Regions from separate parts of the Rattus norvegicus genome. Here all the other regions are linked to region 1. The links are chromatin contacts, called in public Hi-C maps. All regions are on one chromosome and are shown on one strand. Each heading gives the region's core, a stretch centred on a gene start, on an enhancer-like site or on the middle of the called end of the contact. The rest is flanking DNA. Distances are from core to core; before and after follow the strand shown.

What was found. Hi-C and Micro-C count contacts between places; a contact is called where the count stands out from the background.
Region 2: a contact with region 1 is called in a Hi-C map of liver, with 7 times the contacts expected there. The contact joins the promoter of Mcur1 here to the promoter of Tbc1d7 in region 1. A contact is called at or near these places in 2 of 12 Hi-C or Micro-C datasets (kidney and liver).
Region 3: a Hi-C map of Schwann cells shows a contact between it and region 1, with 3 times the contacts expected there. The contact joins the promoter of Ranbp9 here to the promoter of Tbc1d7 in region 1. A contact is called at or near these places in 6 of 12 Hi-C or Micro-C datasets (Schwann cells, frontal cortex, hepatocytes and 3 more) and 1 of 1 datasets of contacts at active chromatin or transcription factors (oligodendrocytes).

What each region holds. Positions count from the first base shown.
Region 1 is chr17:21,735,162-21,739,069 of GRCr8, forward strand. It overlaps Tbc1d7 (TBC1 domain family, member 7), which reads left to right and starts at 1,778. Exons shown (of 8, transcript NM_001108411.1): 1 at 1,778-1,941; 2 at 3,228-3,379. The coding sequence starts at 3,268.
Region 2 is chr17:21,346,236-21,350,143 of GRCr8, forward strand. Mcur1 (mitochondrial calcium uniporter regulator 1) reads left to right here and starts at 2,255. Exons shown (of 9, transcript NM_001305178.1): 1 at 2,255-2,600. The coding sequence starts at 2,255. It overlaps LOC134482833 (a long non-coding RNA gene), which reads right to left. Exons shown (of 4, transcript XR_010059429.1): 4 at 2,814-2,950.
Region 3 is chr17:21,424,795-21,428,702 of GRCr8, forward strand. It overlaps Ranbp9 (RAN binding protein 9), which reads left to right and starts at 1,983. Exons shown (of 14, transcript NM_001427414.1): 1 at 1,983-2,875. The coding sequence starts at 2,362.

The DNA of each region.
Region 1 (3,908 bases), core at 528-3,027:
AAGACTGAGTACCCTAGTAAGGAGGAAGACAGGATGGTGGTGGGATGGCTGTGTGATCCGAACACTGAACGTTCCTCTATTTTAAAATTCGACACCCATCTTACCCACAGTGCACCTCAGTTGTATATCTGATTTTGGTTTCTAACTTTCCTGTAACCTTTAATGTCGTGACAAGTACAGCAGATGGGCAATGCATTTTGTGGAATTTAACTGAAATAAAAAGTACTTTTTTTGAGGAGCAACTAAAGTTAATATAATAAAATGTCATCAAAACATGAGTCTGCCAGTCTGTTAAGTTTTGGGCTCTTAAGGAGCCAGGGCACATCCCTGAACCATCCATCTTTTCTCTGGAAGATTGCTTTCAAAACATAGTAGTTTAAATCTTCCCAGGCATTGCTATAGACCTGTGAAATAAACAGTATGTACTAATTTGTTTTACTGTTTAAAGAGTATTCTATCTGTTAAATCCCAAGATGAGCTCAAGTGTGTAGTCAGTGTATTATTAACTTCATTTTCTTCTTATATCCATATATATTTACATTAAAATATTTTTTATTTGTATGGGTGTTTTGCTTGCACATGCATTTGTGTGCCACATATGTGCCTGGTGTCCAAGGAAGCTAAAGGGCATCCCATCCTTCATAATTAGGTTCTTAGATTTAAACCTAAGTACTCTGGAAGAGCAACCAGTGCTCTTCACCATTTAACTGTCCCTTCAGCTCTCATTTTTCTATTTTAACGGAGAAGCTGACTACACGAAGCCTGGCCATACGTAAAATAGAATGTGACTCACAACTTGCAGAGAAAAATAGCTCCCTTTTCTAAAACATTCTAGGAAGCCAGATTGTGACTAACAATCCAAGACAAGAATCACTAGTCTGTCCCAAACAGCTAGATCTTCCTAATAGCTCCCTAATTTAGTCCTTGCTTCCAACTCAGTGCCACCTGGGGATGGCCAAAGACTATGCTTTCCATGACAAATCTTACACAGGATGCACAGCTTCCCCAAGCAAGCAGCCTAAAATGGCTGCACGCTTGGCATTCTACTAGGTCTGACTGAGTAGCTGCCAAAAGTCAAGGGACAGCAACTGGCCCCTTGCACAGTAAGGGATGAACAAATGATTTTCTTTATCCTTCCTTGGTCAGAGGGAACACTTTTTAATTTTTAACTATTTGTGTATGTTTTGTCTGCGTGCGAGTACATCATGCACGTGCCCGGTATTGGCAGAAATCAGGATGATGATTTTGGATCTCCTGGAACTGTTGTTATTGACGGTTGTGCGCTACCTTGAGTGCCGGGACTTGAACCCGAGTTCTGTACAACAGCAGCAAGTGCTCTTAATTGCCTAGCCATCTCTCCTGCCCATCACTCAGTTTTTAATAGCTGAAAACTCACTGATTTGTTTTCTCATGGTCACTTTGAACGTTTGGGAGAAGCAGTGCAGCCCAATCAATAAGCAAAGGCTGGTTTCCGTTTTTCCATTCAGCGTGGTGAAAGAAACACCGTCTGAGGGATCCCGGTTTACACTGGGCAGGAGTATGGTGGCCGGAGAAGAGTGCCATAAGTAGGGACGTCCGAACGGAGAGGGAGACGATCACCAGGTGAGAGGGGCAGACGTTGTTACACAAGGACTGACAGTCTCTCGGCGGCCTGCTACTACCATACAGCGCCTCCAGCTTTACCGCTTTAACGTCCGCGTGTGGGTGGGGCTTCCCGTAGATGTCCTCTGCGCACGCGCACTCGGCGCGACGTCACGTCCGGCGACGGGAGTTAGCAGTGGAGAGGGCCCGGGGCCGGTGTCTTGCAGCGTCGCTCCCCTCGCACGCTCGGCCCTGACGCTTATGGTTCCGCCTGCCCGCCGGTAGCACAGCGTTCCTGGCCTGCTCTCCGCTGCCTCCCGGAACTCTTAGTCTGAACCGGGTGTGTTTGCTCTACTAGAGGTGAAGCGTGCATAGCCGGGAGAGCGGGGCCTGGGGCTTCACCGGGTGCGGGCATCTTTCCCGCAGGTGGAATCACCTGGGCAGGATTTGTCTTTCAGGGCGACGCCTTTGCCAATCAGAGTGTAGTCTTAGGAATGCTGTCCTCAGACAACAGGAGCAGCGAATGCTTAACAAAACAAAAAACAAAAAAGCAAAACCCCAAACTACAGATTGCATTTTAATCTTTGAGTTCTTAAAAACAGCTATGATTCTAAGTTGCCTCTTTTCAAAAATGAATTATAATCTTTTTCGTAATAAACTGTTCAGATATCTAACTTCCAACAAGAAGTTCAACCTTCCCTAGTTATCTGGGGACGTCTCAGGGGCTTTTAGTAGCCGAAGACTTTATTCTTTGGAAGAATGTTTGCATCTTTAGTGCCTGATTCAGTAACCTAGTTTGACCATTTCTTTTGGTTTACCATTAATAGCACAAAGATTGTTTTGAAAGAATGGTGTGCCTCTGAGATGTTTTGAGTGCTCTTGCAAGGTTTTAACCGTCTTCTGGTTATACTTCAATGCCGTTTTTCTGTTGGAGTTTTGTATTTTGATAATTATATTTGGCAGAATTGTGTTTACAGGAAGAAAAGTAAGGGCAGGACTTAGGGTGTTTTTTTCCTCTTAATGTCTCCAAATGCCCATTTTCGAGAGCACAGCTAAGCAAAACAAAGGAAATTAAAGTCACATATAATCTTACTAGCTGAATAAACTTGTTAATGTTTCAGATGTCCTTTTATTTTTAAAAACATACCTATCTTGGACTAGGAGTGGTTGTCCACACTTTTTTATCCCACCACCCAGGAGACAGAGGTGAAGATCTCTGATTTGAGGCCAGCCTGGGCTACTTAGTGAGACCTGAGTGGTAAAACTGGAAGCAGAATTAGTATATACCACTGGTTAGCCCCATCTATATAATATAACTTGCCTGCTTTTCTAATCCATCCTTTTTTGTTCAATAGTTCACAATGAGTACAAGGTATTTCATTGTGCTATGGATTTGCATAAGTAAGTAACGAACCTGAGAGCCTCCCTTCTGTGCCACCTACTTTAGTAGCTTGGAGGGCAGTTGACCTATATCTTCACATCTATATCTTTGACCAAGATGCATAAGGAAGATGGGATAGGGTTGTGTGAATTCAAAGATTTCATGCTCCTTGCTCAGGGGCAGGCATTTTATCATATTTGATTTATTGAAAAGGCAGAGACATATTCACCTAATGTCTTCCCAATTCTTCTTTCTTTGGCTTTAGGCTCACTTAAGAAAAAAAAAATTCCCTCCAAGGATGAAACATGACTGACGACTCTCAGAGAAACTTCCGTTCAGTCTACTACGAGAAAGTTGGCTTTCGTGGAGTTGAAGAGAAGAAATCACTGGAAATCCTCCTGAAAGATGACCGGTTGGGTGAGTCTCATCTGCTTAAGTTCATGGGTTCGAAATTACCAGGTAAATATTACCGTAAAGGATTCAAAGCAGTACATGGCTGGTGTGTGTGTGTGTGTGTGTGTGTGTGTGTGTGTGTGTGTGTGTGTGATCAGAGTGGTATAGTTTGAGAAACGTTGAAGATTTTTTCAAATTCATTGAGAAGCAGAAGTTTTTTTTTTTTTTTAAACTTCTTAAAAACTATACAGTGCTTAGTGTGGTGGTGCCAAACATTGATCCTAGCAGTGTGGAGGCAGAGGCAGGGGGATCTTTGAGTCCAAGGGCAACCTGGTCCACATGGAGAGTTCTAGGACAGCCAGGGGATAACTAGTAAGACACCTTTGTCTTTAAAAAGGCAAAGAAAAGAAATCAACTTTTAAAAATTAAGCTTATATTTTTCCTCTCAATTTCTAGACGTAGCATCATGGTTTCTAGGTAAACTGAAAGAATCCCGGTTATGGTTTCCTTTTGTGGAAGGTAACCCTTCAGTACACATTTATATTTAAGTCAA
Region 2 (3,908 bases), core at 1,005-3,504, 390 kb before region 1:
ACTGCTCTTCCAGAGGTCCTGAGTTAGATTCCCAGCAACCACATGGTGGCTCACAACCATCTGTAATGGGGTCTAATGCCCTCTTCTGGTGTGTCTGAAGACAGCCACAGTGTACTTATATATAATAAATAAATCTTGTTTTAAAAAAAGAGTACTTAAAAAAAATCTTATGGTCTAAACGAACAGGTTTTTAATGTTTGGGGATTATCTCCTTAGATGGCATTCTCAGAGGTAGGCCTTGAGCAAAATTCATCAACAGGAAAGGCTGTAGGTGAGGATTTTGTATTACCTGCCATTCTACAAATTGATATCTTAACCTTTAAAGCATCTGGCTTGTACCTTATTTTTAAATTATTTGCATGTTGTAGTCACCCGTATGTCTTCCCTGTCTGTTTACACATTTCCCTGCTCAGAGCTCTCTGTTCTTTTCATGGCTCCCAGCACTTTTTACATCGTGTGTACAGGGACAGCCTTTAGCTAGAAAAGAAAAGAAAAGAAAAGAAAAGAAAAGAAAAGAAAAGAGAAGAGAGGAAAAGAAAAGAAAAGAAAAGAAAAGAAAAGAAAAGAAAAGAAAAGAAAAAGACCTTAATTACTGATCACTTCCAGAATATAACTGTTAGGTCTCAAACCCCAGACAAAGGGCTAACTAAGGTGCTTATTTAACCTCTCAAAGCAGACTGGGCTGCCAGGTTCTCTTAGCATCCCTCAGTGCTTACCTCTTACAGGGTCCTTCTGGCTGGCATACTCTGCCCCCATCCTAAACGTCTCCAGCCCAGGGGCTGGGCTGCCCTTCTCCTAGATGCCCTTCCCTAACCATTTTGGTTACCTGCCCCCTTTACTCTACACTTCTGGCTCTCCTCTCTCTCCTCTCACTTCCACTTCTCCCAAGTGGCCAGACTCAAGGTCAGGTTCAGTCCTTTGGACTCTCGCAGAGGTCTGTCTCTGGCTATGTTTTCCCTTTTCTGACTATGCCCTCCTCCAACGTAAGAGAGGCAGTCATGTCCTTTCCTTTTCCTTCCTCTCTCTGTCTGTCTCTCTGTCTCTCTGTCTCTCTGTCTCCCCCCCCCCGCCTCCCCCCCCCCCCGCTCTCTCTGCCCCCACCCATCCAACAGCAATGTCTTTTCTCTCTCTCCCAGCATAGTGACTGGTACAGGTGATTCATCATGCATCAAGATAACACAAAGGACCAGGAAACTCTAAAGTGCGACAGTCTTTCGAAAAGTTCCGAGCTAAAACACTGCCTGTTTCAAATATCTTTTTTTTTAAATAATATTTATTTATTATATATAAGTACACTGTCGCTGTCTTCAGACACACCAGAAGAGGGCATCAGATCTCATTACAGATGGTTGTGAGCCACCATGTGGTTGCTGGGATTTGAACTCAGGACCTCTGGAAGAGCAGTCAGTGCTCTTAACCACTGAGCCATCTCTCCAGCCCCCTCAAATATCTTATTATCCAGTCTAGTTTAACATTCATACTCCACGTTTTACGTTTCCACACTAGGACCTTTTATTGTGCGCTAATCCAAAACAAAAGCTGTAGCCCCATGTGATAGTGCACGCCTTTAATCCCATCACTCAGGTGGCAAAGGCCAGCTTGATCTACATAGTGAGTCCCAGGCTAGTGAGGGCTACATAGTGAAACTTTGTCTCAAAAAAACAAAACAAAAAACAAAACAAAAAAACCTGGAAATTTAACTTATGGGCTCTGGAAACATAGTTCCCTATACCCTGTGAATAATTCCCTAAAACACAACCCTAGAGAACTTGAGTTAAATAAAAATCTAAGCCAGCCGGAGCAGTCAAGAACTTTTCACCGGTCTGCGAAGGACAAAGAAGCCATTAACATTCTTAAGACAACTGCATAATGAAACTGTAAGTCACAGAAGCAGAAAGAGCAGCGTAATTCTGCAGCCGGAAAATGGCTAAGGCGCACCCTAGTTCCCGCCCCAGAGACAAGGTTACGGCAGGCCATGGCAAGGGGACAGGGGCGTGGTGATGCAAAGGCGAGCCCGGGAGAGGGTGAGACTGGAGGAGCCGGGCTGGGGCCGCCATCTGAGGGGCGTGGTCAGGGCGGGCTCCGACGAGGCTGGCGGCTATGGGGAGGAGGCGTGGCAACGGCGGACTACGCCGCAGGCGGGCAGGAAAGGGCAGGTCTGCACGGCGGCCCACGCTCGCTCCCGAGGCGACTCGGAATCGGGACCGCGCGGGAGCGACATGCGTGCGCGCTCCGGCCTGTGACCCACTCGGGGATGGACAGCGGCTCCTTGGCGGCCGAGCGGCCGAAGCGCACACCGGGTCGCCAGCGGCTCCTGTCCTCCGGCTGCGGAGTTCCGGTGCGCCCCGGCGTCTCCACGCTGCCCGGCGGACGAAGCTGGCTAAGGCCTCGAGGACGGACCGCCCGCGCGTCCCGGCTGCTGCTCCTCTTGCTCGTGCCCTCCCCGCGCCTGGCCGCCACCGCCCCGCGTAGGACGCTGGCTGAGCGCTCGCGCCCGGGGCTCGTCATCCCCGCGGCCGCGCTCGGCGCTGGCAGGAACGCGCTGGGCCGTCTGCGGCTGGGTGCCCGGCGCGTGGCCGCGCTCGTGAGCAGCCGGAGAGGTGAGGCCGGAGGGAGGAACCACAGGTCACCCAAGTGACTGGGCTGTGGTCGCGCCGCTGGGGCGAGGTTTCGGAGCGCAGAGCCCGGGTGGCCTGACACCGGATGACACGCATACTCGGGCTGCCTTTGCACACATGTTGGAGCCAGGGAGAAGTGGGAAAAGTGCTAGAAGCCGGTGCCCGGGTATTCAGGTCCGAGGGGCGCAGATCCAGGAATGAAGGGATGCCGTTTTCCTTTGATTCCAAACTATTGATTCTTTCATGGTCCGCTGTTGCCTGTTCTCTGCCTGACACTTTTCTAGCTGTTTGGAGGTAATAAGTTCAACAAACTCTTCTCTTTCCGGAGCTTTCTGCAAGATATGCAGCAGGTGTTTTGTATATGTATACGCACTTACTAACGACAAATACTATAAAGAAAAATAGAGGCTTTATGTTTACGGCTTGAAGAAGAACTCTGTGCCTTTAAACTGAGTGGCCAGAGTAGGAATCTCTGTGTCATTTAGGTAATTGAAGGAGGCGAGGGACACCACTGAACTGCCTAAGACAAGGAAAGTAAACTACCTGGAATGTGTTCATAGTAAGTAGCAGATTAAATCTTATCCTGCAGGCTAATCAGCAAACGTGGCATAATTACTTCTTGGGTAACCTGTTTCTGTCTATGGTAGCCATATACACCCACGCGTTGGTCTTCCATATTTTTTTTCTATGATCATTACCTGCATCTAAAATTTAAGAATGCTTATGGCTAGGGGAGAGGCTCCTAATAGTTCAGAAAAAACGAGGGACGCTTTACACATAGGTAGGAAAACAAGCAGTGAGCTTTCTGTCCGTGTTTTGTAGGATTAGGAGTTGGAGACCTGTCTGGCTTCTTATTTCCATACCTTGCCTTCCTGTGTGCTATTTTGTTTTGTTCTGCTTTGAGACCAGGAGAGAACCGTGTAGCCTAACACAGAGATCCCTTGTGCCACCGAAGTGCTGGGGTTAAAGGCTAAGCTACCACACCCCTGCTTGCTGGACTTTTCACAAGCTGTTGCCTGCCGATGTTTTTGCTCTTAATGTATGGTTTTGGCACAAAGATTGGGGGCGGGGGTTCTTTCTCATTGTGTTAGCAAGATAGTGCCATTGTATTGTTCTCCTTCTTTTGAGAGGATAGCTGCATTTTTAAAAGGGAAGCAGCAGAAACAGTAAGCTTTCCTGCCCGTTTAAGCTGTCAGCATTTTGCTCCTTTATCCTTGGCCCGAGGTTGTTAGTTCAGTTTTGTGCCTGAGGTCCTCAGTGGATAATTTTACAGTTGGTTTCTCATCCATT
Region 3 (3,908 bases), core at 733-3,232, 310 kb before region 1:
ACATATACGCAGTACGTGCTTCTGTAACCATAGTCCCATTTAAGAAGCACGTGGATAATTTCGTCAACTAGTCTCTTCATGTTGGGCATTTAATTTACTTCCATACGTTCGCTGACCATTAATATTTCCACACTTCCCTTTTGTTGCTTGGCTTTTACTTTTCATCGTCCGCTTATTTAGCAAGGGTGTGTGGGCATCTCTGTGTGTGCTCCCAAATATAGAGAGGCCAGAGTCAGCTTCAGGTGTTTTTCTTCAGAACAGGAAACAGGACCTCTTACTGTCCTGGAATGAACCTGGTAGGCTCAATTTGTTTGTTATCGAGCCCCGGAGACCCTCTTGTCTCTGCCTCTCCACTGGGATTACAAGTATGGGCCAGCCCACTGCCCTTTTTATGTAGGTTTGGGACTTGAACTCAGGTTTTCATGTTGTGCAGCAAACCCTTTACCAACTGAGCCATCTCCCGAATTTGACTTTTAGTTTTTGAATAGAGAAGTCAAAAGGTATGGTTATCTTATCCACCAAAATGATATCCCCAAATGTCCTCTGCCTCCGCTGATGTGGGAAAGTGCCGTTTTAACAATGTCCTCTCACAGTTCATTAATCTTTTGACTCTGACTGGAGGACAACCAGTGTCTCCATGAAAAAGCTTTTGACAAGGATGCAGACGATTCTACTCCCTTAACAATGCCTAGGATATGTAAAAATTTCTAAGTGTCCTGACAGAAAAATAGTATGTTTCATGAATAAAATCTTATTGACTCTGTTAGGGATGTTTGATGAGGCTTGGAGCCCGTGTAGCCCATCTTGCCTACCAACATGTAGAAGAACATGGCTTCCAGGGAACTCCCTTTATTTGACTATAAATGGAAGTTTTAGTGTGTTTTAAATTCAATGGCATCATGTAAACATGCTGTGATTTGTAGAAAAAATTTAGAGCAGAGGTTAAAATTATGGCACCTTTTTATTATTATTAATGAACAAAGGAGTATCTAGTGTGGGTAATTTAAGGTGGAAACTAGGCAGAATGCTACTTCTGGCCAGGTGCTATGTCCATGGGAGTCTTTCATTAAATCACCATTGACCGATTTGCTTCAAAAACAAAGTAACTAGTTCTCTGTTCAACCAACCATTCCATGCTTATATGGTCCAATAATAGCCAGTGTATCACCTCGGAAGCAAACAAGGTGTCAGAACCTGAAGCCTGACTTTCGCCGGGCTAAGGAAAGGGTAAACTAAACAAAGGGAAGTGTCGAAAACAGAATAGTAATGCTATGTGGGGTCAGAGAGCAACACTTGGCAAATTGTGCCACATGAGTTGACCAAGCACTCTACTGAGAATTGCAAAGTAGGAAGTCCCATTTGTTTAAAACTCTGCTGACCTCAGTAAGTACTTCCATGTTTTAAAAAAAAATGGGCATAATTCTCTGCTACCTAACAAAGAGGCCTATGGTGAGAATTAATGAGCTTATAAAATGTTTTGACGTCCCCAGAAGCCCTTCCTAAATGCACACACAGTTCGCGTCCCTGCCCTTTGACGATATGCCAGTCTTGATTGGTATTCCTAACGTGGCTGTTCCCCCGTTAAGTTCACTCGGACTCCTCATAAATTAATTAATTAACGAGAGGGTCACTATTTAAAGCGGGAGACTTCGCCTTCAGAAATGGTTTCCAAGGGCCCTTTATTGACCCGCTAGCGTTAGAGGCGTTAGGAACCCCGGGCTCAGCTCCCGGAGGCGCAGCAGGGCTCGATTGCTCTCGCCTGGGCGCGACGCGGGCTCCCGGCGGCTGAGGGGACGGCGGGACAAGACGCGCCAGGCCGCCGGTCGGCGCAGCTAGGATCCCGCAGCCACCGGAGGCCCGCGCCCGCGCCGTAGAGCCCCAGGCCGCCGACAAGCCCGTCCGCGCGCGCACCCGGCCCGCCCCTCGCGCCGCGGCCCGCCTCCTCGCCTGGCGCCGCCCGCGCGCAGCGTCTCGCGCCGCCCGCTCGCCCGCCGGGAAACAGCCGCGAGAGCAGCGGCCGCCCCGGCCGCTCGCACCCCTTGCAGCCTCTCCGCTTCATCGCGTCGCCTAGGGCCGCGCGCCCTCCCGCCCGCCTGCCCGCGCCCCTCGCCGTCCCACCGCATCGCTCCGGGTCGCGTGCCCGCCAGCGCCTGGCCAACGCTCCCTCGCGCCCTCCCGTCTGCCCGCCCGCGGCCGGTCTCCTCAACCGCCGCGCTCCGCCGGGCCGCGCGGCCCGCCGCCTGCTTCCGGGGCGGGCGGACTCTGGGCGCCTGGTGCCGGCGGCCGCAGCGACAGCGCCCCCGGGAAGCGCAGGAGGAAGCAGGGACGATTGGAGGTGCCGCAGGCTGAGTCGCGGCCGGGATGTCCGGGCAGCCGCCGCCGCCGCCGCCGCAACAGCAGCCGCCGCCGCCGCCCGCCGCCGGGGCCCCGGGCTCCGGAGTCGCCCTGCCCGCGCCCGCGGCCGCTAGCGCCGGTTCCTCCCCGGCCGGCTCGCCTGGTGGAGGCTTGGGGGCCGCAGCGGCCGCCCTGCTGCTCCACCCGCCGCCGCCGCCGCCGCCTCCCCCGGCCACCGCCGCGCCGCCGCCCCCCGCCTCGGCGGCCGCCCCCGCCACCGCGCCTCCCGGCCTGGCCGTGGGCCCGGGCTCGGTCGCAGGCGTCCCGGTCCCGGGCCTGGCGGCGGGCAGCAGCGCCGCTGCCCCTTTCCCGCACGGCGACTCGGCCCTCAACGAGCAAGAGAAGGAGCTGCAGCGGCGGCTAAAGCGCCTCTATCCGGCCGTGGATGAGCAGGAGACGCCGCTGCCCCGGTCCTGGAGCCCGAAGGACAAGTTCAGCTACATCGGCCTCTCGCAGAACAACCTGCGGGTGCACTACAAAGGTACGGGGCGCGGGGTCCCGCGGAGAGATCCGACGGTGCGGGGCGAGGCTCTGGGCGAGGGAACGTGAGAGTGAGGTCCCAGGTGGGAAGGAGCTGGACGCTTTGAGGGAATCCGGGATGACCAGACACATCGCACCTTCTGATTTCCTCGAGATAAATCTATGGGCTGGAGTTGGGTTACATTGTTCTCCAGGTGGAGGGTCAGGCCATCTCCTCTTACGCAGCAGGGGTGAGAGGCACGATTCCGAGGTACAGTTTCTAATTAAGGGAGAGCAGAGATACACAGGAGGGGGAGGGAGGCGTGATCGGTGGAGGATTTGTCCCAAATTAGGCCAGAGATTGTCTAGGGGGACAAAAGGACAAGGGGCCCAAGTTGGCCATCATTGCACCTTACTGAAAGCAACTGGGAGGTTGGGAGGGGAACCTCAGGATTCCGTTTTCTTCGGGGAGCAGAAACCCTCCCCCCCTCCGCATTGGAAATGCCCTGTGTTTCCGGGTTGGTGTTACATGAAGTTTTGTTGAAAACAAGGGTTTTAAAACATACCAATTAGCATTTTGAAGAAAACTAGCTTATATTTTGCACCTGCAGTTAACAAAGTTAACCACCTTAGGCCTCTGCTTTCTCCCATCCCCACTTTTTCCTAGGTTAAAACAAAGCTTTAAGGAAACTGTATAGAAGGTTATAAATGGCAGTAAGGGGGTTTTGAATTGTCGCTCAGATTAATGGCGTGTGTCAAGTTTAGTTGTGTGGAGAGGGTAAAGAAAAATGCAGTGGTATCAGTTTGAACACATTCTGTGTTTTAGGCCCTAAATCTAAAGCAGGCGAGCTTTTACACCTAGCAGGCTCTTTTTGATTGGCTCTAAAGGAAGGGTCTTCGGATCCTAATGACATGTCTGTCGAGGATATAAACAGCCTTGCCGTAAGATTCTGAAAGAATTCAGAACAGGGTTTGCGAAGAATCTTGACAAATCGGCTACTATTTAATTGGAAACGCATATGGCAACAGATATCTGCTGAATGATTTGGCTGAAA